Regions from separate parts of the Zea mays genome. Here regions 2, 3 and 4 are each linked to region 1. Evidence: chromatin contacts called from public Hi-C data. All regions are on one chromosome and are shown on one strand. The core of a region is the stretch at or near the end of the contact, and the rest is flanking DNA. Distances in the headings are between cores, read along the strand shown. Region 1 holds the start of LOC103627205. Region 2 holds the start of LOC100280648 (copine-3). Region 3 holds the start of LOC103627203 (Trihelix transcription factor ASR3). Region 4 holds the start of LOC103627207.

Region 1 (3,761 bases), core at 645-3,144:
AATATTTAGGTACATTTATACCTTCGCCTTGGCAGAAAGCAATAATTCCAGCGTAATGTGTCAGCGATTATAAGATTGCGTGAACAGTACAGGGGTACTGTTCACCTATTTATAGGCACAGGGCGCAGCCTGTGTATAATTACATTTATGCCCTTTACAATCAACTACAATAATGACAGAATATCATGGGTCTTTAGGTCATTTCATCTTTAAGTCGGTTCACCCCTTCGTCTTGAGACATGTCACTGTGCCGAAGCTTTATAGGTGATAGCTTCGTCACTGCTTTTGAGAGGATCTGCCGAAGGTGTTTCTTTCTTTAGAATCTTCGGCTACGAAGCATACCCCCAACAGACACATTAGGTCAATGCCCTTACCTCGGTAACATGCGGGTAACTGTAAAATCCGCACGTAACGGGTTTGGCGCGCCAAGTGCATTTAATGCTAGGGATACGCTACCCGTCACCAGCGCGGGCAAGTATGCATCCCATCCGCACTTAATACTGGCGGGACCTATGTCAAAGGCTTTCGTCAGGCATCGTTCGGGTGCGTTTGGCCATGCATCGGCACCATACCTCTGCCTGGACAAGAGGCAGGCCCGGAAATAAGCAATGACATGGCACTCCTAGGCCTTCTCTGATCGTGGGCTCAGACCTCTCCCGATGGGGTCCAGGCGCTGGACGCACTTGTCCGTATACGTGGCGACATCGGACCTCACCTGGCATGAGGTTTGGATGGTATTTTCTAGCCTCGAAGCCACTCCGAAGGCTCGGTGCTGAAGCCAGAGAGTGTCTTCTTCTCCGGGGCTTTGTGCTCCCTTCGGACTCCTTTCTCCATGGATCTGATGGGTCCACAAAGAGGTCCGGGTTCTATTTGCAGGATCCGTGATCTATAGCTGAAGTTATTGATTCCTCCCTTTATGGGGCTTAATGGAGATTGTGATCCAGCCCAGGAGACGGGTCTGGCTTGGCCACGACTCCATATGGTGGGCCTTAACCCCGTGTTGGGCTAGTTGCTCGTGAAATCCTCAATGGTGGCCACCAGGGTTTCACTTTGACATAGCAGGGGTGGGTATCCCATATTTAGGGTACCGACTATGGGCCTCAACCCCACGTTGGGCGAGTTGCCCGTGAAATCCTCAATGGTGGCCATCGGGATTTCACTTAAACATAGCAGGAGTGTGCACCTCATATTCAGAGTACCGACAAGCACTATTCAAATAGTTCAAATTTGAATCGATGTTTTGATGGGATCGGGAAAATGATATGGAACTACTTTCAGTGCAAGTTGACGACCATCAAGAATAGCCATTTCAAGTGGGTCCTTCACTCCCTCAACAAATAATTGAAAGTCTAGCATGGAACAAAGACGGTGTTTGGTTTCTATGGACTAATCTTTAGTCTCTTCATTTTATTATATTTTAGTCCATAAATTGTTAAATATGGAACGTATTTGTGAAGATACTAAAATAAAATAAAATATAGGGACTAAACATTAGTTCCTATAAACCAAATACTCTTTAGCACTGCATCTACATAAATATCCAGTCTATGCAAGCTATGATGCATGGATACACTAGGACACTAGGTTTGCAGCGTATCCAAGATACGTATTCGCTTTGACATATGCAAGTTCACAAGAGTATATATGCACTAAAACTTTAATCTACTTTGTCCTGTGATTAACAGCAACAATCATCCAATGACTAATCCCTTGTGCTGCCCCATTCTCGTATCTTCATGATACTGACCGAGTGACCGTTACGGCTTTTATAAATAGCCCCCCATCATCTCCACAGTTAAAAACGACGCCCTCCACGTATTTCACTTCCGCCCCCTCGTTCTTCCAGATTTGTTGAAACAGACCCTCCGCACCCCTTTCCCGTCAGGATTTTCTTCCCGCCACGATGGCCTCTTGTTCAGGAAAGAACCAAGAAGACACCGAAACCGAAGACTCGGCCCATTTGCTGCGCGAGCAGCAGGAGTCCAACGCCGCCGCCGCCGTCTCTGCAGAGCCGCCTTCCCTTGCTCCGCAGTCCGAGATCACTGAAGAAGAGGTCCATGGGCCACCGGAAGCCGGAGACCGGGACCCCTCCGCCGCCACAGCCGCGGCGGCCGAACGGAAGGGCGACGAGACCATGTCTCTTTTCCGACGGGGCTCCGAAGGTGGCAAGCCCCCTCTTCCTCCACGCCCTCCCTCCATCTCGAGAACCAGAGGTCCGAGCTCCGCAGGCGGCAAGCCCCCTCTTCCTCCACGCCCTCCCTCCGCCTCGAGAACCAGAGTTCCGAGCTCCTCGGGCGGCAAGCCCCCCAGCCCGCCCTCTCCGCCCCGCAGCATATTCCACGAGGTGTGGGGGAGCAGCATGGCGATGAGAGATGGTGACAGAGAGAGTCGCTTCGATTTGAAGGACGTGTTCGATGAACTGATGGTGGAGTGCCGGCGGAACGGGGAAACGGACCAGAAAGCCGAGGCTGAGGTAATATCAGCATCTAAGAGAGATTTTGAGTCTATATCAGGCTGAGGTAATACCGAGGGAACGGAATGCGCAGGTGTTATTTCCTAGATATTTTGACTACGTTCTTGAGCGATTCCTGTTTTCTTGTGATTTTGCATTTGGGAGATCGAATCCTGCCGTTCATGGGGATCTTGTGGGGAGGATTTTAGGATACTGGAGTCCGGGGCTAAGAAATTGTATGGCATCCTGGAGCAGGGGTGGAATCCTTAGGCAGACGTTGGGGCCAGTTTCTCTTTCTTTGTTGCTTAGAGTGGCAACGATCTTGCAGAGACTTTTTTAGGTGCATGTTCTTGCGCTGTTGTAATCGGTATTTCTGTTCAGTTTGTTGTCATGCTTTCATTTCACCGTCAAATATGTAAGGGCCCATCCCTATGTTTATTTGAGATAGCATAAACCAATGTAGTTTCTTTAGATCATAGGCTGAATACATGCATTGCTGGTTTTAGCCTTTGCCTGGCTGATTTCTGGACTAAAGCATAATCATATTTTGAGTAGCTGACAAGGCTCGATAAGTGCCAATTTTGTTATCACTGCTCCTTTATTTGAATATTTGATGTTAGTTTTGGAACAGGTGAAAGACAAGAAACCGCTCTGGAGAAAGGTACAATATGACCTGAATATTTCTTCATCTTTGGTTGTGATTGGTAACTGGTGTGAGCACTCTTGTGCCAATTTTTTGTGTTTCAGATGTTGGATCAGGATTGTTCAGTCTTTGTTCTATCCATGCTTATATGAAATATTGGGACGATAAAATATATTCTGGCAGGAGATCATGTTCAAAATGGGTGTAGCATAGAGATGAAAGCAATGGCAGATGTTTATAGTTTCTGTTCTGCCAAGATTATATGATTTTTTATTACTATTGTGATCAGAAATGGAATTTCAAGTGCAAAAAACAACATTTTTGTGATGTTTTTATAATTTTGAAAAGTGCGAAGTGTTATTGCTTACACTGATATTATTAACGGTCAGTATTTATGTCTTATTCTTCATTGTACCACAAATTGTCCTTGTTGCCGTGTTTCTAAGGAATTCTGAAGCCAAACATACAGGATTCTGATGTTGATGAATAGTCTAATAGCTGAAGTTAGTATATGATTAGTAAAAGAGGCAATTGTCAGATACATAAGATCTTGGATATTACTGTAGTAATATCTTTAAAAAGTTCCATTGCCTTCTCCATTGTTTCCTTCTGTGAACTGTTGGGTCTTGGCATTAATTATTTACTGTTGCTTCTAATCTAATCCTG
Region 2 (3,761 bases), core at 608-3,107, 240 kb before region 1:
TTAGCAATGTACGCTGTGAGATAAAACTCAGTAGCGGATTAGCACTGTACACTATGAGATAAGAAAGTCCATAATTAGCCTGGCACTTCCTTTTTATATGTTGCATTCTTAGAATATTAGTTATAACTGCTCCATTAAACACTTTAGTCTTTTAAAGAATTTATTCAACATGCACTAACAAATTCATTCAATAGTGACATGACATACTAGTATATATATAGATTCCAGTGAAAATACAGAAGCATAATTTAACACAATAAGCCACAAATGCAAGAGGAGCAACAAGGAGCATACCTTGGGAAAATATTCTTGATCACCCAAATTTGATGCAGAGAGAGATAACTGCAACATGTTATACAAGCAGAATCAAAATACTACACAACTAAACAAGCCCTATCAATTCAGTGACTAAAATTCTACTACTACAAGTTACAGATAACACAGTAGAATCAAAGTAACACATGATATAAAATCACTTATATGACCACAGTCCTCACATGGAGCAAAATTGGAGCCAAACCCTTAGGAATCAGTATCACATGACACTAAAACAGCAATATAAAGTCCCCAGGTACCCATATCAAACAATTCCAAGTAACTGTGCCCCAGAACATAGCATTAATGAAGAACTTGCTACGGTCATACTAGTTAATTACAGCTTAAAAAATGCTACTCACAAAATCAGTGAGGACCCAAAGAGTAGATACACAAAACAGGTTGTAAACAAATCAATAGATATATCATAGAACATATGACTCAACCATCATGACCATCTTGAATCACAGCTCCATGGCAACACAAAAGCCACTGATCACAATCAGCAGAATTGATGAAAAAGCACCAAACCAGTGGCCAGCATAATCAAATCAGCCCAGTGCCCAATCATCACAGCTTATATGTCCTCCCTCCCATACATAATAAGTACATTTCTAGCATTTAATTTTGCCCCACAATAAATGGACTTAACTACCTAGCACTAGAAGGATTTGCTACGTTCTCTATTTCGAAAGTGCAAGTATAGTATGTCGTGACAACTTTTGACAGGGATACAATATAATAGTAACATGAGTACATGACAGTATCCTATCCCAGCCTAAGCCAACGAGTAACGTAGCAGTAACATGAGTACATGACAGTATCCTATCCTAGCCTAAGCCAACGAGTCGCTTTCCCGCGCTACCACTTTTACATCGCGTGAACCAAATGGTAAAACATTGAATCCTCGCAGAAAGGGTAATCCGCAGCCTGGAAGCGTGACGGGGGACCAGATAGCTAGTAGTAATGTAGTATAAACCGAAAAAGGGAAAGACCAGTGCGGAGGCTCTAATATGAGTGAGATACTGAAAATTCACATGGCTCCAATCACAAACCAACTAGTCACCGCCACCCCGGTATGTCCTCTGCGAACGCCAAAAAAACCACAGCATCGATCCGCAAACAAGCAAAAGGACAACACGCGGCGGGAGCGGGACTGAGCCGTCGCCAGCGCCCGGCACAATGCCGGTGCCCGAGCCGCTGCAAGCTGGCGCCCGCGCCGTGTACCCAGAGGGTGCTGGGGGCTCCCTACCTCGATCTGCGTGGACGCGCCGGCACCACGGGAGCGGAGAAAGCGATCGGCCGCGGCGGAGGCTGCGGAGGCGGCTTTGGCGGTGGCGGAGCCGACGGGATGAGCGCCGGCGTGGCTCACCTCATCGGAGCAGCAGTTCCCCATAGCCGGCGGGACCGTCCGCCCGTCAGTCGCTCGCCGGCGAGGCGGTTGAGATCTCGGATGGGAGAGCGCGTGGAGATGGGAGTTGCCGCAAGTAGCCAGGGCCAGCGAAAAGAGCAAGTGGAGTCGCAGAGACGACACGGAGACCCAACCCAACTAGAGATGGCAATGGGTACCCGAAACCCGAATACCCGACGGGTTTTACCCGATATGAAGGCGGGTACGGGATGATTTCTCTACCCGCGGGTATGTTAATGGGTAAAAACTTCTACCCGTTGGGTAGATGGGTACGGGTATGGGTTGGTACTATCCATACTCGTCTACCCGTGGGTAAAATATACCCGCATCAATAGCACTATAAACATCTAATAGAGTCCAACTTAGCTAGAATAAAACCCTTCTCTAGTTATCATTTGCCTAGATACCAAGTTATGTAATCATATGATTTGTTATATGTGAAATTGAAGTTGTTTTTATATGTTTATTTAATATTTTGAGTGATTGGTATATTGGAATTTAATTCTTTCCTAGCGGGTACGGGTTACCCGACGGGTAAAAATACCCGCGCGGGTACGGGTATGGGTAAGATTTTATACCCGCGAGTATATATGGGTAACCCGACAGGTAGAATTTTTTTGATGGGTACGGGTATGGAATGGTACTACCCGACGGGTATGTACCCGTTGCCATCCCTAAACCCAACTCAGCAGCACAGTGCGCGCAGAAAGCCAAAGAGAGTGGGACCGGCACAGAGAAACGTAGCGGAATTTACGGCTTTGTCCCTGTACGGCTCGAGTGAGGTTTGACTCTGGCTTGTTGCCTTTGTCTTTTGTTCGACGTAAGAGTAATTAGTTCACTACCTAAACTTGCACGATCATGTCATTTACTGCTTTTCATTCCAGTACAAACGTTCATCTCTTATTATATTTACTCACTCCCTCCGTACCAAATTAATATCTATTTTAGCTATTGATTTTTATGTTTATATTTAACTAGATAATGATAAATATATATATATGCACATAGAGAACACCCACACCAAATATTGTACGTATTCACTGAAAAACTAAAACTAATTTTATTTTAGGACAAATGAAGTATTTGATATCAATAGTTATTGTGGTTCTGTACCCACGATAAATAGATTTTGTAGGTCGGAGGTGGCTTTCGGTGTCACTATTCATATGGTTTTGCTTTGAAAAGTTTAGAGAGATGATTTAAACTAGTTCGAGGAAGACCCTATGTAGGCCTGACTCTAGACCTAGGCAATGAGCCGACGACCAGGGCCTCAACCCGAAAGGAGGCCCAAATGTTCCATGTATTTATGAGGATTGTTGCCTAGAATCAACCTAAGCCAACAAATAAAAAGAATTTGATCTGTCGTGGCACCTGATCTCATCTCTCATCGTTGTGTCGCCCATGATCTCACTGTGTGTCACCTCGCCGAGATTGAAACACCTCAATCCTCTCGGACTCAAATGTGATACAATTACTAGTTCCAGGAGGCTAGTAAACACATTTATACAACAGATGATTCTATATCTGCTAAAACGAGACAAACCTATAAAGGTGGCGATCAACTTTAAGAGTTGGTCCACAACTCGGGACATATCATCAGAGTGGGGCTGAAGCAGCCCGATATACGCAGCGAAGCAAATCAGCGGTCAAACAGCCACATGCAAGGTTGGGAACAGGCGTAACTCTTACCCGATCAACGATCTCCTTCTCTGGAAAACAACAAATAAGAAAGGGTGAGTACTTACATACTCAGCAGCCCACCTTCACCCACGGAATGGAGAAATCAAATATAATGCATGGAATATGTGGAGCTCAGGATATTTTACAGAAATAGCAATATTTGATGCAGAGTTATTTTGTAAAACATTTTGTATTTTTCAAAGCGCGTCCTCTCCAAAGGAGCAGGAAGTTTTTTTCAATATAGAGCAAAATCCCCTGGACTAAACCATCCAGGTATCTCAGCAGTTTCCCACTGGTTTTCATTTTAAAAACAGCTATTGGACTTCCCGTCCACCATAGCTCACGGCTCAACCGC
Region 3 (3,761 bases), core at 411-2,910, 200 kb after region 1:
GTTTAAGTTTGTAAATTTCAGCTTCGCCCTATTCACCCCCCTCTAGGCGACTTTCAAGAGGAGGCTTCAGCAAACCTTAAGATTCAGCTTAACGTCCCTTTCTCTATGGAGATTATCATTCTCATGACTTGGAGCATCTGGAAAAGCCGAAATGAATGACTTTTTGCAAATAAAGATCCTTTGGTTCAACACTGTACGCAAGAATTCTGTAAGGAGCTGCGGCTCATCATTCACAGAGCGCGTGGGAAGTTTGACATTTCCATCCCAAATTGGCTGAGTTCGTGGCAGACATAAGGGTTGTAAACTGCATAAATAGTTCTCTTGGTTTATGATTTGTAACTAGGCTTAGTTGTAACATTTTCTTTTCTCGCTTTTAATAAAATCTCAGTAGGGGATCTCCCTCCTGAATCTTCAAAAATCAACTTAAATAGGTCGGTCATTGGTGCATCTATTGAGAAGTTGATAAAAGTATGAAGCACTGACATGCGCGCGCCACCGGTCGGGCCGTGGCTCATGGTAGACCAGACCTTGGTCCGAATATTCCTTCTAACGATTGTCCCTACCTCTGCGCGTGTACAAATACAGAGATAGAGGAGATGTTGGTTCTTCTGTTTACATACGAACAGTCTCAGACGCGCATTGCACTCAGCCCATTCCCGTCCCACCTTCCGCGAACACAAAGAGAGCGGGAGAGCAGGCCTCCTAAATCGCCGTCCACAGAGCTACACTTGTACGGGTGTGCAGGTGCTCAACGTACATCTGTCGGCATCGACTGCGTACGACTAAATCGAACATACGAGATGTCTCGTGTGAATGGAGCCACTGATGCCTTGGACATCGGTCCCTATGCTGGGTACACTCTGTTCTTTGTATTTGTGCATGTTTTATTGTTGTTTACTGATTATCTGAGTAGTGATACACACATGCACATACATATGTATATCACACTGATTTTGTAGATTAAAATAGATCTGATAATGCTTAATTTTCTAACAGTAGTTCAAATGCGCAAAGGCAACAGGGGTGCCATGGTCCATGCGTGTGTATACAAAACATTGTGGGTATACGCAACATATTCTCTTTCTCTCTTTTCCACTTTCGAAACCAATAACGGCACTTAAACTTTGCCTGGGGACGGAGGATGGAAGTTCCTAGAACAAAACTGCATAGCTTGTCTGTTTTTTTTATAAAATTTCCCAAAGTAGAATTGAATTAAAAAAAGATCTAGAATCATATATCCCTTTGGCAACATCTTTACATGGTCATCCGTTTGAGCGAGCACCAAACTAGAGGAGAGGAGAGCAGCACAATGCTTGACTGAACGCTGTTTCACTACGGGGCGTTAACATAACGAAGCATCTCCCCATAGGCTCGCTGCCAGTCATGGATGGACACGCGTCGCCGGTAATCATCGTCCCGAAGCAGAGACACAAATAGTCCCGTCAATTCTTTTCAGGTGCCTACTTTTTTTTTTACTGTGAGAAGGCCCAAAATCGCTTGGAAGAAAGAAAAAAAAAGAAGACAAAGGATCGCATCACACTCCACAGAGATGGAGACCGTTGGGACGTGAGGCAGAGAGGCTGGGCTCCTATTGTCGTGCTCTAATCACAGGTCCTAATCGCACAATAAATTAAACCCACCCGCGTAAGGCACCAGTCCACCACTCGCACCCACACCACACCCAGAAACCCCCTTGGAATTGGATTGAGGCAGGCACCCTTTTTTTTTGCCTGTAACATCACGGTGGGAGGACGCATCATGCATCGGCACTTGGTATTGGGCACCGATTCCCTATCCCCTGCTGCTGCTCCAACTAACCCCCTCTGTTCTAGCCTGCTTTTTTTTCTTTCTCTCTTCCTTTTTGTCCTTTCGTTCACGTTGATGAGGCAAGGCAGCTCATACGAAATTAGCTGAGTATGTTTTATGTTTATATCACTAGAAGATACTAGTTGCGTATGAGCAACCAACAGAGGCTACACAACCTAGACTGAAATTTAGAACGGAGCACATGGAAATCGAGTACTCCTATCACAAGTCACTCATGAGTGAGTCGCCTAATTAAACGCCATTGCTCCTAATCCCCTTGCTTAAACGTAAGGCAACGCACGCAACCCTTCCTTTCTCTACCCCCTCTCCGTCTCCTCCCCAGTCCCCCTCCCCCACGCGTCCCGCCACTCCTCTCTCTTCCCTTTCTCTCTCCTACCCGTCGTTAGCCCTCCGTTACACCACCCGCCTCACGCCGTCACGTCAACTTCTGCCACAAAAAGTACGCGCCTCCGCCCAGCCCCCCGCACCCATGTCCACCGCCGGCGACCCCGCCGGCGCAGCAGCAGCGGCAGCAGCTGCTGCTGCGGCGGCGGCGGCGGCGCCCGCCCCGTCAGGGCGCGCGCCGAGGCTGCCGCGGTGGACCCGGCAGGAGATACTGGTGCTCATCGAGGGCAAGCGCATGGTGGAGGGCCGCGGCGGGCGCGCTGGGAGGGGCCGCCTGGCGGCAGCGGCGGCGGCGGCCGCCGCCGCAGCGTCGGGGGAGGCCTCGGCAACGGCGGCGGCGGCGGCGGCGCTAGAGCCCAAGTGGGCCGCGGTGGCGGAGTACTGCCGGCGCCACGGCGTCGAGCGGGGCCCCGTGCAGTGCCGCAAGCGCTGGAGCAACCTCGCCGGCGACTACAAGAAGATCAAGGAGTGGGAGCGGGCCGCGCCGGCCGAGCGCGACCCGTCCTTCTGGGCCATGCGCAACGACGCGCGCCGGGAGCGCCGCCTCCCGGGCTTCTTCGACCGCGAGGTGTACGACATACTCGAGGGCCGGGCCCGCCCAGTCCTCGACGACCGCGCCGCCCGGAATGCCGCTGCGGCGGAAGAGGCTGTGGCTGTGGCGGTGGCGGTGCACGTCGAGGAGGAGGACAGGGAGGCGGAGGTCCCCGAGGCCGTCTTTGACAGTGGCCGCCCGGCCACGGAGGAGGCCTTGTTCTCGGAGGATGAGGAGGAGGAGGAGGTAGAGGACGCACCGGCGGTGGCTCCTCCTCCCCCTGCACCATCGGTTGTCGCCGTGCCTGTATCTGGTGAGCTGCTCGTTGACTTCCGCTTCCCCTGTTTGCTGCCTCCCGGTGCTTTATACTATTCATCGCCCTAGGTGAAATGACTTAACGGTCTTAATTAGCGCTGGGTGAAGCTTCACCTAGGTGGCAGCGTTATTCGTCATCCTACATAATGATCATCTATCCTGAAATAACTTTATAAAAATCACGAATCTTGCCGCTGTTTATACTTGAGGCAGAAGGTGGGAGGCTTTCTGGTTCTCTTGTCCATGCTGAAGTTGAGGTATTCATGTTTACAGCTCCTAACATTTCTCCTAACTTGTAAGCACATGAACTTCATTCAAAACTGATGCTCTTGATTGGACATCCTACCTAGTACCTTGTTATGAGATGTATCCTGTCTTCTTTTTCTTTATTTTGGTGCTTAACGGGGCGGAAAAAATCGAGTTCTTGGTGCTCTTTTTTCTTTTCTGCAACAAACTTTTTTTAATGGAATAATTTAGCGGTTGCTCTGCTCCTGGACGTTTCAGTCTGATTATCATTTTGGTGTGCTTGGATTTAAATTTGAGATTGGAGCTCGAGCGACTTTCTCTGATTCATCTCTTAATTTGATTGCGTTCATTTGCTGTACTTTCCTATTGTATTGTCGGTTTCATTGGTAGGTCCACTGATTTGTCTTGAGTAATGGCTTGATTTCTCCATTTCAGAGAAACCCGAGGCATCAAGGCA
Region 4 (3,761 bases), core at 859-3,358, 160 kb before region 1:
GTGAATTTGCTGAATTATACAGAATTAAGCTGCTTAATTCATCTCCATATTATGCTCAGGCCAATGGTCAGGCCGAGTCTAGCAATAGGACATTGATTAATTTGATAAAAAAGAAAATATCTGATAATCCTAAACATTGGCATAAGATTTTGTCCGAAGCTTTATGGGCTCATAGAATATCTAAACATAGTGCTACTAAAGTATCTCCTTTTGAGCTTGTATATGGGCAGGAAGCAGTATTGCCTGTGGAAATAAGTTTGAATGCTGTCAGGTTCGCCAGACAAAATGATCTAACTATCACTGATTATTATAATTCAATGATGGATAATATTGATGAGGTGACCGACAAGAGGGTGATAGCTTTGGGAGCAATAGAAAAGGACAAGATTATGGTAGCCAGGGCCTACAATAAGAAGGTCAAAGCAAAGTCATTTCAAGTAGGGGATCTGGTGTGGAAGACCATCTTGTCTCTAAGGAATAAAGACCAGAAGTTTGGGAAATGGTCGCCAAGCTGGGAGGGTCCTTATAAAGTAAAACATGTAATGTCTGGTAACGCCTATTTGCTACAAACATTACAAGGCAAGGATTTACCAAAGGCTTTGAATGGGCGTTTCCTCAAACAGTACCATCCTAGTATGTGGCAAGATGCCTAAGAGAATCGATGTGATCACATCGAGCTAGTTGCTTTTGGTTCGCCCAGCTCCACCAAAAAGCAGGGGGGCATATGTTTGAACCAGAAATGAGCAAGCGAACGGTCCGGCCCTGAGGCCGGACGGTTCGCGGTCCGGACGGTCCGCGCCTGTGGGCCGGACGGTCCGCGCGTGCGCAGAACAGATTAGGGTTCCGAGTTTTGTGCTACGGTTGTTAGCTATATTCACGGGATTAGCTCGGAATCAGTTGTGTAAAGGGTCCAGCCCCCCTCCTCTATAAATAGAGAGGTCTACGGCCGATTTGTAATTAACAATCGAATCAATACAACTTTTATTCGCATTTTATCCTAGGAGTAGTTCTAGTCTAGTTTAGGTTTAGCCTCTCAATCCCCAAATTCTTTGCCTCTCTTCGACTCTACGCCGATTGGAGGAGTCTAGGTCGGCCGGCCCGAGCCTAGACAACCCCTAGGATCTCTCCTCCCCGACGGGGTCCCTCCCGGGAGCGAGATCCAGGCTGCCGCCGGCGACTTCCGCCGCCCCTGCGCACGCGCGGACCATCCGGCCTCAGGGCGCGGACCGTCCGGTCGTCAGGCAGAGGACCCAAGCTCCTGCACCAGGTCGCGGACCGTCCGGCCCAGGCCGTGGACCGTCCGCGCCTGACCAGAGAGCACCGTCGCCTCGCGTCAGGTCGCGGACCGTCCGGCTCCGTACCGCGGACCGTCCGCGCCTGACCAGAGAGCACCGCCGCCGGTTCTTCTTGAGTATTTGGCGCTCCGAAAAGGCGTCAACACCAACCAAAACCACTGCCTGCCCTAAAAACAAAAATTAAATTCTACATTAGCTAGGTTGCGCCCTTTCTCCATAAGTTAAGCATACATACTCATATTCAACATTAGACATAAAAAGTGAGACGAATGGCATAGCTTAGATTTTATTCATACTAATTAATACTTGTAGCAGCTATGTTGGTGTTCTAATGTAGCGGCTTTGCAAATTGTCTTCTAAGCTACACTTACATGTTCAAGGTCACGATAAAGTTTTTTGTTTTGAATTTTGAAAATAAGGGTTAGTTTGGAAACTCTATTTTTCCAAGGGCTAGTTGGAAACTCAAATTCACTTCGAGATTGAAGGAGATTTGAAGAGAAATAAACTAATTTTCCCTCAATCTCCTCCAATCTCGAAAATGTTGAAGTTTCCGAGCTAGTTCTAAGAAAAAATAAACTATTTTCTCTTAGAAAAATGAAAATTTCTTGGAAAATGAGTTTTCTAAACTAGCCCTAAAGGTTATGATTATTCAGCAAAATCATCGCATCAAAACTTCTTTGTAAAGCGAAGGAAAAAGGGAACATTCCATAAGTCCCCCCCCCTCCAACATTTGATAAATAACCTCCCATCGTCCCGGATCTAACAACGTCACCCTCGTCGCTTTTCTCCTCACTCCCTCGTGTTCTCTCAGAATTTACGAATCAATCCCTGCCGGTCGCCTGCCCTGCTGCCCATTAATAAGCTTTTCCCGCCAGGATGGCCTCCGGTTCAGGAAGGGCCCGAGGCGGCGGCATCCGAATCCAAGAACCGGGTAGTAGGCACCGCGATGAGTCCAACGCCGGCGCCGCCGCCGCAGCTGCAGAGCCGCCGCCACCCTCTCCGTCCACCGACGGTCTCCAAGAACGGCCCCATGGGCCATTGGGAGCCGAGAGCGGGAGCCCCTCTGCGGCCGCCGCCGCACTGAAGGGGAAGGGGGTCTTGGCTCCATCCCCACTGCCTTCCCCGACCCGCTCCGAGGAAACCAACTCCCTGGTATCATCCGACATCGTCTCCGACGAGGAAGCCGAAGAGTTGAGGTCCGCCAACACGCTCGCGGACGGTGACAGGAGGTTTGGAGTGTCTTGGAAGAGCCCGTTGGTGGAGGCGATGATGGAGGTGCCGAAGGTGACGAGGCATATCGATTCGAAGACGGCGTTCGACAACTTGTCGATGGAGCAGCAATGGGCCCTGGCGGAGGAGATAGAAATGCAACAGCGGCAGCAGGTAAGGTTTCTTGGATCTTTGGAGCGCATTCGTGAGGCAAAACTGCTTTCTTGTGATTTGGCAGCTGGAATCCTATCGTTCTTGCGGGTACTGGGGACGATTTAGGATACCGGACTACCGGAGGCAAGAAATTGTGCGGCATCCTATTGCAGATGCAGAATCCGTGGGGAAATTTGTTTTTCTTTTTTTTCTAGGACTAGCAACGATCTTGCAGCAGTTTAGGTGCTTGCATTTTATCTTAACTGTGATGGCATGTTTTACAATTTACTGTTGAATTCGTATAAATATTGGGATCATGTTCTGATGAGCGATTCCTTATTTTTGTATGCTGGTGATTGCTACTCCCTTGTTTGAATATTTGACTTTTATGTTAATTCTGTGTAGGCGCAGCAGAGGAAATGTCTCTGGATCACATTCAAAGGTGGCATGTCAAACATGGTATGTCCTGAATATTCGTTTGCTTTTTTGACATCGTATCGGAATCTTTGTGCTTTTGTTTGCTCGTGTTGAATTTGTGATCCAAATTCTAAAGAAGTCAATACTCACCTTAGTGTTTCGTTTCTATAAATATAATTGTAATTCATAGGAAATAGTCATCTTATTGTAAATTTCCTGCGATCTTTAACCATCCATCCAGTAAATAGTGAGATTGTTGCTGTCCAACACCCGTGTTTTTTCCCCTTTGCTTTGGAGGGTTTTCCACGTTAAATCTATGTCTTCTCTATGTTTTCGATTCATAACAGCTCATATGAGATCTTGAGATGACTAAGGGGTGCCTGGTTTCTAGGGATTAATTTTTAGTCCCTCTTTTCTTATTCTATTTTTTTACCTAAATTGTTAAATGCAGAAATTAAAACCCTATTTTAGTTTTCGGATTTGATAATTTAGTGACTAAAATGGAATAAAATGTAGAGACTAAAAATTAGTCCATAGAAACCAACGGGTGTTTGAATACACTAGAGCTAATAGTTAGTTGGCTAAAAAATTACTAGTGAAATTAGCTAGCTAACAATTATTTAGCTAACTATTAGCTAATTTACTAAAAATAGCTAATAGTTAAACTCTTAGTTAGAATGTTTGGAT

What was found. A called contact is a pair of places that touch in the nucleus more often than the background predicts.
Region 2: a Hi-C map of ear shows a contact between it and region 1, with 3 times the contacts expected there. The contact joins the promoter of LOC100280648 here to the promoter of LOC103627205 in region 1. A contact is called at or near these places in 7 of 25 Hi-C or Micro-C datasets (bundle sheath, ear, leaf and 2 more).
Region 3: a Hi-C map of leaf shows a contact between it and region 1, with 7 times the contacts expected there. The contact joins the promoter of LOC103627203 here to the promoter of LOC103627205 in region 1. A contact is called at or near these places in 2 of 25 Hi-C or Micro-C datasets (leaf and tassel).
Region 4: a Hi-C map of ear shows a contact between it and region 1, with 3 times the contacts expected there. The contact joins the promoter of LOC103627207 here to the promoter of LOC103627205 in region 1. A contact is called at or near these places in 7 of 25 Hi-C or Micro-C datasets (bundle sheath, ear, endosperm and 2 more).

Annotation. Positions count from the first base shown.
Region 1 is chr5:169,314,934-169,318,694 of Zm-B73-REFERENCE-NAM-5.0, reverse strand. LOC103627205 reads left to right here and starts at 1,894. Exons shown (of 9, transcript XM_008647503.3): 1 at 1,894-2,473; 2 at 3,084-3,113. The coding sequence starts at 1,904.
Region 2 is chr5:169,556,448-169,560,208 of Zm-B73-REFERENCE-NAM-5.0, reverse strand. It overlaps LOC100280648 (copine-3), which reads right to left and starts at 1,857. Exons shown (of 16, transcript NR_176456.1): 1 at 1,568-1,857; 2 at 295-342.
Region 3 is chr5:169,111,063-169,114,823 of Zm-B73-REFERENCE-NAM-5.0, reverse strand. It overlaps LOC103627203 (Trihelix transcription factor ASR3), which reads left to right and starts at 1,660. Exons shown (of 3, transcript XM_008647501.3): 1 at 1,660-3,056; 2 at 3,740-3,761. The coding sequence starts at 2,297.
Region 4 is chr5:169,478,540-169,482,300 of Zm-B73-REFERENCE-NAM-5.0, reverse strand. It overlaps LOC103627207, which reads left to right and starts at 2,108. Exons shown (of 9, transcript XM_008647505.4): 1 at 2,108-2,678; 2 at 3,063-3,116. The coding sequence starts at 2,172.